Linked DNA regions of Triticum aestivum: region 1 is linked to region 2. A link is a contact called in public Hi-C data. All regions are on one chromosome and are shown on one strand. Each heading gives the region's core, a stretch centred on a gene start, on an enhancer-like site or on the middle of the called end of the contact. The rest is flanking DNA. Distances are from core to core; before and after follow the strand shown. Region 1 holds the start of LOC123051562 (CBL-interacting protein kinase 2). Region 2 has its middle 55 kb from the start of LOC123051562.

Region 1 (6,599 bases), core at 3,496-5,995, 54 kb before region 2:
CGAAACCTGAAAGCAACTGAAAACATACAGCAATTATTGCTGCCCTGCCCCAACGCCAGAACCCGCAAGTGCCTTCCTGAACCGCTGGCGATGCAAATGCAATTGGTAGCGCCATTATGGTTATGGCCTCATCTCCACAGCGGAGCCTTTGTCTGCATCTCTTCAGCCTAGTAGAGAATGTTCTGGAGAGATAGATCTTGTCGTTGGTTGGGTTTGGAGGTGGTGCACCGCTCACCCATGGCGAAAACAACAGGCAGACCATGGTGGTTTGATTGTTAGCAAGAGGTGAAAGAATCAGGCAAAAGAGTTTTTGACGCTACACAAAATTGTTCGTCCATGTGTCAAGGAAGTCTGTCTGCATGTGGAAGACTTTCTTACACATGTTTGTACAAGTTGCAATCACTTTTCTTGTTCTAACTTTGAAGTAAGAGGTCAAACTGTACTTCATAGATTATCCTTTTTTCATCGCTGTTTTACATAAAACAGAGCTGGCCACATAATACCTGAACTCTCTGGAGATTAAACTTGACGAGTTTATCTCTCTACCAAATTGCTAGAGGATAACAAGCAAAAAATTGAATCTCAAAACTTCAGGTTCATCACTCACATCACACCTACCGGTCAATTCAATCATTCAGTTAGGTGGACTGAACTTTGGACTACAAATGCAGGAAACAACTACTACAGTCTACAGCAATTCCCGGGTCTTTGGCTCAGGTGCTTCTACGCAGTAATCTGCACCAGCCTTTAGTCTGGAATCTTATTCAGCATCTTGCTGGCTTTTGTAGCTGTAAAATAATGCCACCTGCAACAGTTCTCAAACTGCAAAATGTTGCACCTGGCACAGCGTGGAAACTACTCCCACTTTAACTTTACAGAGGGAGTACTGCTTTAAGTTTTCCTCTTTGTATCTGTGAAGCAAGAGGGCATCTGGAACTCTATTTCTCCTTGATAAAGATTGTAACCGTGAAGCAAGAGGGTTTTCTGCCTTTTCTTTTCTATTTCTCCAAACCCACGAGGGAGGAAACAACTACAGGAATATGCCCGAATCTCGCCTCAGGTGCTTCTGCGCAGCGATCGGCACAGTACTGTTCTTAATCAGTAGTAGTATCTTCATAGCTGTAAATCGTCTACAAATCAATCATTCAGTTAGGTGGACTGAATTTTGGACTACAAATGGAGGAAACAATCAAACAACTACAGTCTACAGCGATTCCCGAATCTTTGCCTCAGGTGCTTCTGCGCAGTAAGCAATCTGTACCAGCCTGTAGTCTGAATCTTATTCAACATCTTGCTAGCTTTTGTAGCTGTAAAATAATGCCACCTACAACAGTTCTCAAATTGCAAAATGTTGCACCTGTCACAGCGTGGAAACTACTGCTTTAAGTTTTCCTCTTTGTATCTGTGGAGCAAGAGGGTATCTGGAATTTTGGACTACAAAGTTTTCAATCACTAGTTGTATCTTCATAGCTGTAAAATAATGCTACTGCTTCCTACCCTTTGCAAGTGGCTACATAGAACAAATCTTTCAATTTGTCTCTGGCCCATATCATGCTGTCTACAAAACCATATCTCTTCGGCCTTTAGGTAAAGTCCGTTAGCTACCCACCAAAGAAGATTTTAATATGTCACCCTCTAGAGTTCTCAGATCACAAGAATGGTGGATCTAATCATGATGCATGTCAAAGTTAAACAGTAACAAGGCCGAGATCAATTCTTGAGCAAAAGAACACCTCCCGTACACAAACGCACTGTCCTTGGAAAGACTTTTTGAACAATGACTTGGCATCTGTTCTGAAGACACCATGCTTTTAAATAAATCTTCATCGAAAGATGATAACTGAAGTTTACACAGACATCACTAGGGGAATGCAAACGAATAGCAAACATGGATAATAAAAATTACAGAAACACACGGACGCCTGGTAATTGATTGCCTCGAGTTGCAAAATGTTGCACCTGGCACAGTTCTTCTTAACATGGTTGCTGCTGTGGCTGCGGCTGCGGCTGCGGCTGCTGCTCGCCTTGCCACGCCCAGACTATGTCCTTGAGCGCTGGCCTCATCTCCTGGTTCAAGACCTTCTGGTACTCGATAGTATCACCGTTTGTCTTCTTCAACTCCACGAGATGGAAGTCAGGGGTGACCTCAAATATCTCAGCATCAATGGACATCACACCTTTCCTTCCAGGCTTGAAGCTTTCCATCCTCATCATGCCACCATCTTTCTTGACGAGCTTCAGTCGCATGCACTTTGCGATGTCCTCGATCTTTGACACGATCGTCGAAGCCGAGTTGGTGGATGTGAACTTGGACTCCCTCTTCTTGTCATTGTCCTCAAACATACCGGAGAGGTCGAGTCCAGTTGAGAGGGAGATTATATCAAAAGCATTCAAGTTGGAGAGCTTTTTTGCTTCTTGTTCCTTGCCCTCTGTTGCTGAGTTGCTGCAGCTCAAGGAATCAGAAGTCGCAGTCATGTCAGCAGCAGGAACGGCATCTTTTGCTTGTAAATTGTATCTGAGCAGCTTTGCATCTAGACCCTTCCTGAACCAAGGATGTTCCATGATTCTCTCAATCGAGATCCTTGTGCTGGGGTTAGGATCAAGAATCCTTAGCAGAAGCCTTCGAATGTCTGAAGAGAACCAACTCGGGCATTTGAACTCTGCTTTCCCAATCTTCTTATACATATTCATCAGATTCTTATCTTGGAAAGGGAGATACCCAGCCAAAAGCACAAAGAGGATCACCCCGCATGACCAGATGTCAGCCTTGGCGCCGTCATAGCCTTTCCTATTGATTACTTCAGGAGCAACATAAGCAGGCGTACCACAGGATGTGTGGAGCAACCCGTCAAGCCTTCTGCATTCAGAAATGGTACTGAGACCGAAATCTGAAACTTTCAGGTTGCTGTTCTCATCAAGAAGAAGGTTCTCAGGCTTCAAATCACGGTGATAGACGCCCCTGCTGTGACAAAAGTCAACCGCGCAGATCAGCTGCTGGAAGTACTTCCTTGCAGCATCTTCCTTGAGCCTTCCTCTCTGAACCTTGTTAAACAGCTCACCACCCTTCACATGCTCCAACACAAAGTAAATCTTTGTTTTGGTCGCCATGACCTCATACATCTGAACAATGTTTGGGTGCTTCACCAGCTTCATCACAGAGATCTCGCGCTTGATCTGATCCGTGAGCCCGCCCTTCAGAACCTTCTCCTTGTCGGTCACCTTGATGGCAACGCTCTGCGAGGTCTCGATGTTGCGGGCATGGTAGACCTTGGCAAAGGTCCCCTGCCCGAGCATCTTCCCCATCTCGTACTTCCCCATCAGAATATTCCCCTTCTGCTCTCCCATGACGGCAGGCAGATGTATGCTACGCACACAGAACAGCAGCAGCGAACCCGAACCTTGCAAGGGAGCCTGCGGGCGCTAGATAGCCTCAACCGTCCCCTCCGAGGTGGTAATCTAAGATGATGGTTGAGATGCCACGTCGAACCCCATTGTGCAGAAGCACATGGAAGAAGAGGTGTGTTGTGTGCTGCTGTGAAGCGGTGTCATCAAGGTCAATCAAAGCAGGAACAGGGGTGGCTACCCTGCCGATTCCCTCGCAAGGTAGCTCTCTAGCATGCAAACACATCTCTCTGCATTCCCTAAGATGGTTCCTCCTTGTGGAAATCCAGGTACTGTCAATCAAGAAAGTAAAGGCATAACGTTAGCCATGGAGCAATCTGTAGTGGAGACAAATCATTCCGAAACTAGAAGATTCTTCTATATGCAGAAGAAGGGAAAAATCCCGAAATTAGAAGATTGTTCTATATGCAGAAGATGGGAAAATAAATCTCTTCCGCATACAGGACCACAAGCATATCATACCATAGAAAGTCGGAAACGAACGAAAAGCTAACTTGCATCCCTTAGCCGGATTAAGAGGGGTCTAAACTGCCATCAGATGCGTCCCTTAGCCCGATTAAGAGGCGTCTAAACTCCAACCAGATGCGTCTCTCAGCCGGATTATTAAGAGTGGTGTAAACTGCAATCAACCAGATGCGGTTGTCCAACTTTCTATGGCACCTAGCTGATGGATCTGTTTATCTCCGCGCATAACCAACCTATCACGCCAAAACTTTCTCACTGCCAAAACAGAGGAGACAAGGCCCGGAAACGCGCATCTGACCAAGGAGCTAAACGAGGCAACCGGCACGAACGAACAACAGGAGAAGGAGAAGGACTATCTCCGCTCTGCACATAGAAATCTACTGCCAACTCCCGAGGAAAAAACAGGTGTTTCAGAGACCGCAGACGCACCAAATCGACGAGCCCCCTAGAGCCTAGATGACATGTTTCGGCCCGCTAGATGACATGCCTCGCGCACACAGGTCGCAGACGACGAATCACTACCAAACATAGGGACTGCACTGGAACCGAAGACAGAAGCAGGGAGGCGTGAGTCCGTACCAGATCCCGGCGGCTGGCGACGCGAACGGAACCGCAGCAGCAGCCCCGGAGGTGGCTAGATCCCTTCCCTTCCTCCGCGAAGAATCGGCAGCGCTCGCGAGGAGGGCGGCGGGGTAGGTCTAGGGGAGGGAGGAGGGAGGAGGCGGATGCGTGGGCGGCGGGGCTGGGAGACGGCGGAGTGGTGGCAGATTTGCGGCTCTTCTGTTGGGGGTGGGAGGTTGAGTTTGTTTCTTCCTTTTTCTAGAGTCTGGTGTGGTGCGAGGGAGAGTGTTGTGCGGCGAAAGGTTCAGCTTGAGAGGCGGCTCCGTTTTATACGCGCCGCGGCGGCCAACCCCCCGCCCGCTAGGGATGGATGGATCCGTTCTCGCCGAGAGGGAGAGATATTCCTGCCCCGCAAACCGCCCACCCACCGCCCGCAGCTGTGGGCCGGTAAAATTACGTCCCCGCGGGGCCCGCCAATAATGCGCTGGCCTGTCCGCTGCTGCGACGGACGGACGGACCAAATTAGATCGGCCCGCTGCACCCTCCCACGGCCCTCCTCCGCCGTCCGTTCGGCCAACGAACCGGGTTTCGTATGTCTACGTGTGGATCCCGTGCCTGGCCCTTGTTTTACGTGCGTGATGCTACTCCATAATTGTAGGGTCGCAGCCAAGGATCTTCTTGACCCGCGGCTGTAATTTCTTGCGGATTTTGTAGCAAAGCTCTAGCTGGCCCGATCGTGCTAGATGGCAATGTGCCAGCTTCGAAATCGAAACATCGGGGAATAATACTACTGTTTTTCCTTAGGGGAATAATAGTAATAGTACTGTTGAGTGGCGAAATCCAAAGTATTTACTAGCGCCAGATTTGCCCGCAAGAAGAGTAATAAATAAATAAAGACGCTACGGCGCAACGCGGCCCTACGCCGTCCGATCGGCATGCCTGAGGTCACGAGGATGCCATGGCTAACATGGGGTCGTACGGCCCGTCGCGCCTTAGTAATCTCCAAAGGAAATTTCGCCACTGAGGTCTACGCAGCACGTGGGAGAGATTATCGAAGCACGCACGAATCGGTCCGCCCGCGTAGCCATGTGCCGACCGCCCAGCGCTTCGTATCAGCGATTCGCATCAGCTAGCGGTGCGCGCAGGAGGGAGGAAGGGAAGGAAAGCGAGAGGGAGGAGGAAGAGGCCAAAGCAAAACACGGCGCCTCCTCGTGCCCGGCCGTAAAAGCCCACCTCCCATCGTCCCGGCTAAGTTAGGCACGAGAAAGCGTCACGGTCGGGGCCAACAAACGTACACAATCAGTGGAAAATGGGACGTCCAATCCCCTCCCACGCCCGTAAAGGCGATGTGTTTTGCTTAGAATAGTGGCATTATTATTCCGGTGGCTCGCTTGGAGCCTTGCAGCCCATGCATGGCGTCGAGAGACCGGAGGCATATATGCGACGATATGCATGCAGTGTTGTTGCTCGATCCGTCTCAGGGCGACTCCTTCCAACAGACGGGGGCAAGAGCAATGATGCTATGCTTATTTTACGATATCTTTGGCACACAGAGTGGTCAATGCTGCTGCTAGTATTTTAGCACGAATTATGGAGGCTAGAAAATTGGCAAATCATCCCCGGCCGGGACGGACGGCTAGGCTAGGCTAGAGCGGAGCAGATAGCTTTTTGGAGAACCAATGAGACATAGAATATGCGTGCACTCCGGCGGCCCGGCCAAGCAATGTGGTGATGATGTAGTACGGTACGTTCTTCATCGCTTCCTACACCTGTCCTCCAGTCCAGTCGGTGCTACCCCCAACTACAAGCCTCATTATTAGAAAGCTACATTTTCGGTGAAGTGGACTTTCAGAGAAGCATTCTCTTTTCCACTCGAATAGCTTTTCCTTTTTCGGTTTGTCATCGACTATGGGAAAGAGGTTTTCGTAACATACTATGTATTTTGCGGCAATCCACACTTTAAAAGAAAAATGGGTCAATCTTCTATATGTGCCACATGTTGTCTTGAAAGCATGACTCATGTTCACGCCAGGGTGCCTTCTGTTTTTGTGGCCAAGTTTGCCCTACCAAAATTTTGAGGTGTTGCTTTTCCATGATTTCACTAAAGAACTAGTGAGGGGCTAAAGAAGCATTGAGGGCATCTTCAAAGTTGACGTCGAAAACGGACATGG
Region 2 (6,340 bases), core at 1,635-4,134:
GAGAGAGAGAAGGGCGATCATCAGTTTTGTCGTCATTAGGTAGCTAAGGTTCATCTCAGCGGAACCGGACGCGCCGAAGTTTCAACACCCACACGGCACACAACACGTAGTTTCTTCGTTAAACCATGATTCTGTCCGAGTCCTAATAAACTCATAATTAGCATCAAAGAGGAATCAGGCAGTAAACCAAGGAATCAGCCCGTGGGTGGCTGCTCGCGGTGGCGGCTGCTTGTTCATGGTCGACGGATGGGTTTAGCTGTGATTGGGTGGGTGCAAGCAGCCGTCGCCTGTATGTTCTATGGTGTAATATGCCCGAAAATTGCTTGCTTGCTTGCTTTAGCATTTCGTTCAAGTTGGTTGGATCTATCATGTGCCTGCATGCACCTTCATGTGGCTCTCGTAAGTTATATCTTTGGGTCGGGTTGACCGGATGTCTAGGTCATCGGGAGCATCTGGGTCCGAATAAACGGCCCGTAGGAATGCAGGTGATGCGGACATGTACTATCAGCTCCCGAGCTCAAATGCTCTCTGATGAGTAGTAAAATAAAAAAATAGTACCAAAACAAATCAAAAAATTGTGATTTCTTTTGACAAATGTTTTGTTTGCTTGCAAAAAATTATCATTAAATGACCTTCGTGAAAGTGGTGGCCAAAGAAAAAACAAATTTGATGCTTCCAAACTGCTATTTTTGGAAACATTTTGGAGTGCTATGTTTCTTTCCCACACCCGTAAAAGATGCCCTTTACTTAGAACAAACGGTAGTACTCCCTCTGTAAACTGATATAAGAACGTTTAGATCACTACTTTAGTATTCTAAACGCTCTTATATTAGTTTACGGAGCAAGTACTATTATCGGTGGTTCCTCTGGAGTGTAGCTACGTGGCCCCTACCAGCATGCATGAACTGATGGGCACATGTACGCCTTTGCCCAAACAACTGTGAAACTCGTACATCAAAAATAGATTTATTGTAGCTAGTGGTGAATGGTTGCCAAACAACTTTACAAACTAGTGCTCCATGCATCTTTTGAATATTCTAATTCATAACATCTTCGTACACAAGGAGTACAGGTATAATAAATCAATAATACGTTAGCACGAAGATTAGAAAAATCTCGAATCATCGGCGCGGGCCCAGACTCTAGAACGGAAGGTTGCTTTTGGAGAACCAATGAAACTAAAACACTCGCATGGATGCAACGTGACCGTGTTCTTGAATCTTGATAGTACCCTACACCTGTCGTCCAGCCGGTGGCTGCCAGAGTAAAGTGCCAAGGTGTCAGTGGTCATGATGCCATAATCCGCCGCGTAGCCTCGGCTTCAATTTCTTGTACGTTTCGTTGATCCGGTCGCCAAAGCCGCCACGCCTAGTGTCCATGATTTCATGCTGATTATCAGGCCGCGATGGAGATGCACATGCCAGATGCCCGGCATTGACTGTTCATCCGGTGTGTCATTGTACACGAGACGTTCTTTCTGTCTCCATACGCAATAATAAGAGAAATCATTGTAGGAGTGCGTATGTGTGCGCGTGCTTGCGAGGCATGATGAGAAACATCGGGCCCGCGAGGTTTGTGTGGCATGCTACATGGCCTGCATGCATGGGTACGTCATGACATGTTCAAGCAGAGCATCGCTACAGCTGCCGTTCGTGCCGCACAAGCGCCAGTGGGGAACACATTGTTTGCTCCGCTGCTGGCGTGCGTGCACCCCGCTACCGCGGCCCGGGGGGACATGCCCATTGTCCATTGAGCAAGGAGATGGTGAAGTGGATGAAAGAGTTGTCAGCGATCGTCGTCGGGCTCGTAGATGCATGGAGTGGGGTGGCGTGTTGCGGGGATGAGCACGTAGCAGGAGAAGACGTAGGGGAGACGGGTGATATGGGAGTACGGGGATTGTCTGCTTTTTATTTTTTGTAGAAAAAAGGGGCACCAGGAGGAGAAAATGGCACGGCCGTTGGATGGTAATTGAACGAGCCGGTAGGACGGATGGTAATCCAACGTCCGTTAACGATGGGGCACTGCATATAAATTTGCATGCAATTGCATACTTGTCCGGTACATATATCCAATTTCCAGGTGTCTTTTCTTGTGTTCCGAAAATGAATTATCTGAGGCTTTTCCGCTTGCAAATGGATGGACTGGGCATACGTGCGCGATGTACCGCATATTTGATCCTTCCTCTACGGGAGATTCCACACCATGAAAGATATACTAGATCAAGGTAAGAGTGACGCCGTTGTCCGAAAATGAACCCTAGCTAATTTATGGAGAGAGGGACCATCTTCCGTCGTGGTCACCGCGAGCTAATTTCACCGTCCCATCAGCCACAGTTGGATTCTCTGTCTCCGACGTGATGGGACTCATACGTCCAGTTACGGGAAACCCACGCTGGCCGCTAAGGGTGTGTTTGGTTCGTGTCACCAAGTGGAACGGCACGGGTCCATTCCGTTCCTAGGGCCCATTCTTGTGTTTGGTTGATCTGAGGAGCAGGAACCCACTCGTTCCTGGAATGGCATATTCGCTCTTTACGCCGTTCCACGCGGTCTCTCCAAATCGAGCGGACCACGCAAAACCGCTCCTCTTCCTCCCGCAACTGCATCTCGTGTTCCCTCTTTTCCTTCCTCGCGCAACCTCTCGGGTAGCGGAGATTAGACAATGGTCCTAAGGCTTAATAATAACCCTACATGACGCAGCCAAACGCTCGAATTGTAGCTGTCAAAGAGGTCGCTGAGGCCGATACTCCGTCATGTCTTGCGGCCTTCGGCCGGCCTTGGCTGCAAGCAAGGCGAGCAAACGCTGGCCACATCATACGTACGACCTCTGGTTGGCCAAGAACTCCCTGGGCCCACGCAGGGTCACGTGGCGGGCCTCGGTAAGCTGATTCTGATACCATGGGCCCAGCCGTATAGCAGCTTGACACCTATACCCGGCCGGTGTGTCCCGTGAGACTGACGCTTGCACCGGCTCTCACCATCACACAAATTCGCAAATCAGACGTCTTGTCATGGAAATGCAATTCTGGCGAGCTAAATCATCGAAAGCTCGTAATTATATCTAGCTTAAACAGTCTTGACAAAATCAAACAGAACACTCAGGCCAGGATCAGAGCACCTGCTGCTCTTGTTCTCTTGCTCGTTTTTCTCAATGAGAACGTGATCTCCATTTTGTCAGTCAAAATAAAGCTATGGACAGAGCCAAATCGTGCTTGCTGATCGACCACTGACCTCAGATCACATCGATGCCTGGATAGGTGCAGTGTTTCAGAGAAAGAGTTGAGGTTTTTCCGGGAAACTTCGGCGCGTTGCAGAGGCTTTGGCAATACTGAACTGAACCAGTCCCTACCATGAGATGATAAGATTATGAAACGGGCAGAACCAGCGGCGGGGGAGAGACCCTGTCATTTTCAGCGGCTTAGACTAATGGACTCACCTAACCGGACATACACAAGGGACAGCGGGAATCAAATGGCAGTCCTAATCATGTTGGCCAAAGGTTGGACTTCCTTTTTCAATGGTTACCTGTCTAGATCGGTCACCAGAAAATTACGATTGGCTGTGAAATATCTGCTCTACTTTGCAGCTCGGGCCTAATGCAGACATCCGCTAGGCTTTCACTATGGTGTAAACAGGCATTTGCTACAATGGTGTCACAGTCCCGTGGCTAAATACAGTGGAGGAAACTGTTGTTGACTTGTGACAGCAGATGAGGTACAGCTAAGCATGGTAGGAAACCTAAATTGTATTACCCTTTGATGTTTTTCATCATTGTTCTATTAGCATTTGTACGCTTACATCACTGCAGACATTCTGGTTGACAGAGCCAGAAAATGCAGCATATTTGCATATTCTTTGTAAGTCGTTGAACGAAAAGAAAATTGGTCCTTCCAATATAAAATGAAAACACTGCAAATAAGAAAAGAACTGCGCCTAAGATTTTTAATTTATATCCGGAACCACATAATGATTGTTTGTGATTAGAAAAGACAAAAAGAACCCAAGTCCTACCAAAACAACCATCTCTTATGCTCAATATAATGGATTACTAACTCCATAATTGTTGATGTTTAATGCTGCTTTGCACTCTCGACCAGCTATTAACTGGAGCAGGCTCCTACTAGTATATACAGTAGTATATTCCATCACCAAATCATTACTAGCATGCTGCAATATGCACGACAAGAATCTACTCAAAACTGTATGGTACACTTCGATTCAGCGAGAGTTTGCCGGGCAATTGGTTCATCCAACAACTTAAACAATTAAGGTTCAAATAATTGATTTGTTTAAGGATGCCTAACTTCTTGCCACACACGTAGAAGATTCTCTTCATATAAGTTTTCTTCAAATAATGTAGAAGCATAATCATGTATAAAAATACACACCTAAATTGCAAGTATGGAAGAGATTAATTGTTTATACAAAATAAGGAAGCACATTTTAATAAATGATCAAGGAAAGAGGGACCCACGCCGCACACATCGTCACACCCTTGTTCGAAAATGGAGCTATAGAAAGAGGCCATTTTATTGCATCTCTACCCACCCCTCACCCACCCCCACCCCAACCCCCCAAAGTGATGTTTAATAACAAAAAAGGCGGGTTGGAGAATTAAGCCCCATCTAGCCCATTTCCAAACACTATTAACTTCTCACCCCTCATGTCTCAACCTTCTAGGCCCATTTTTCTCTAGAAACACCACTTCCCAGCAAATGTAGACATGTGTCTGTCCTTCCTCTCGGCGTCGACTCACCTCACGCCGCCGCCACACCCACGTTGACTCCCTAGCGATGCCACCCCCCCTCGCAGCCCCGCAGCCCTCTCCCGCATCTTCTCGTCAGTTGCCGGTGCCAGAATCGTCATTTTCGCCACCATCGCGGCTGCCCTGCATTGGTCTGCCCCATCGCCGCCAAGGTCCACTTTCACTAGGAATTGAACCACTTGACCTTGGAGATGGCATAGGAGGATCACATGCGATCCCTAGCCGACCGACGACGCCGGAACCGGACAAGTTGACAACTACCGCTACCCCTTCAACCCGGTCACATGCGCCGCCTCCGCATCAAGGAATCACCTCTACGGCATGCTAGTAACTGTCGCTGATGATATAGTGAGGGATTACTTTGCACAAAATGTTATACATGCCCCCCTAACTACTTCCGAACAAGATTCTAGATGCATTGGGATCTTTTCAACACCATTGCAAGAGTTGTGGAGAAACATGATCCATTGTTTCACTAAGGAGTTTTGTGGGGAAACCAAGTGCAAGTCCATTGTTGAAGATTACAACAGCCGTGCGAGTGCTCGCATATGGATGCCCGACCGATACCATTGATGACTATGTTTGCACAGCGGCCGTGCGAGTGCTCGCATATGGATGCCCGACCGATACCATTGATGACTATGTTCGCATTGGTATGATCACATCCTCGAGTGTGTGAAGAGATTCACCAATGTTTTGATTGAGATCTATGGACTGAGTACTTGAGGGCTCCCACTAATGAAGATACCGAGAGGCTCATGGCGGAAAGTGAAGCGAGAGGTTAGCTAGAGATGATTGGAGTAATTGACTGTATACATTGGGCATGGAATAATTGTCCTGTGGCATGGCTGTGGCATGGAAAGGTCTGTACAAAGGATGTTGCTACAATCCAACCACCATTCTTGTGGCAACTGCCTCACATAATCTATGGATTTTTCTGTCAAATAAACACGTTTGCACGAGCCGCGACTTGTTCTTGCTGGGCAAGTAGCGTTGCATGGGCCTGTAAATCGACGCTTTCACGTCGTGGCCCGGTCGTCTCGCAGGTGGCTTAGGAGACACGATCAGCTATCATGGGATGGCGCGAGTCTGGCGGATCATGGCGCATAGATAGGATCGTCACCTGCATATTCTCTTTGTAACGAATAAATAGCAGTGAAAGAAAACAGGAAAGTCGCACGTTTGCATGCGACGCAAAACCTCTGTCTCCTCTGTTATCGTGAGTTGAGAGAGCTTAGATTCCTACCAAGTGGTATCAGAGCCTCGTTTAGGGATCCCGGTGATCATGTCCGATCACGGGGAGCAGCCGGACGCGACTGCAGCAGCGGCCGCCGCAGGCCTCAACGGAGGCGCGGGCAGGCCGGCTCGCTCGCACACTCCACCACGGGAGTGCAGCCGCGGGCGAAGCCGCGTGAGGTGGGAGTGGCAGGTGGTGATCTACCAGGCGGCGGCTACGGAGCGCGCGCCGTTCGTGCCGGGTGCCGGCACAACTTTCCTGACCCTCACCTCGACCAACTACATCGAGTGGTCGCTGGTGATGAAGGTACACCTGGAGTCTTGGGGGCTCTGGGACGCGATC

The links. Hi-C and Micro-C count contacts between places; a contact is called where the count stands out from the background.
Region 1: a contact with region 2 is called in a Hi-C map of leaf, with 2.3 times the contacts expected there. The contact joins the promoter of LOC123051562 here to the enhancer-like site in region 2. A contact is called at or near these places in 3 of 5 Hi-C or Micro-C datasets (leaf and an unstated tissue).

Annotation. Positions count from the first base shown.
Region 1 is chr2D:61,505,491-61,512,089 of IWGSC CS RefSeq v2.1, reverse strand. LOC123051562 (CBL-interacting protein kinase 2) reads right to left here and starts at 4,745. Exons shown (of 2, transcript XM_044474470.1): 1 at 4,447-4,745; 2 at 1,791-3,674. The coding sequence starts at 3,345. The coding sequence ends at 1,975.
Region 2 is chr2D:61,449,610-61,455,949 of IWGSC CS RefSeq v2.1, reverse strand. No RefSeq gene overlaps it. Among protein-coding and RNA genes, the nearest start is that of LOC123051562, 55 kb to the left of the region's middle. Within about 2 kb of position 2,884, at least 3 of the 8 cell types and tissues checked have an H3K27ac peak or open chromatin away from gene starts, as enhancers often do. A contact at or near this core is called in leaf, where this site is marked.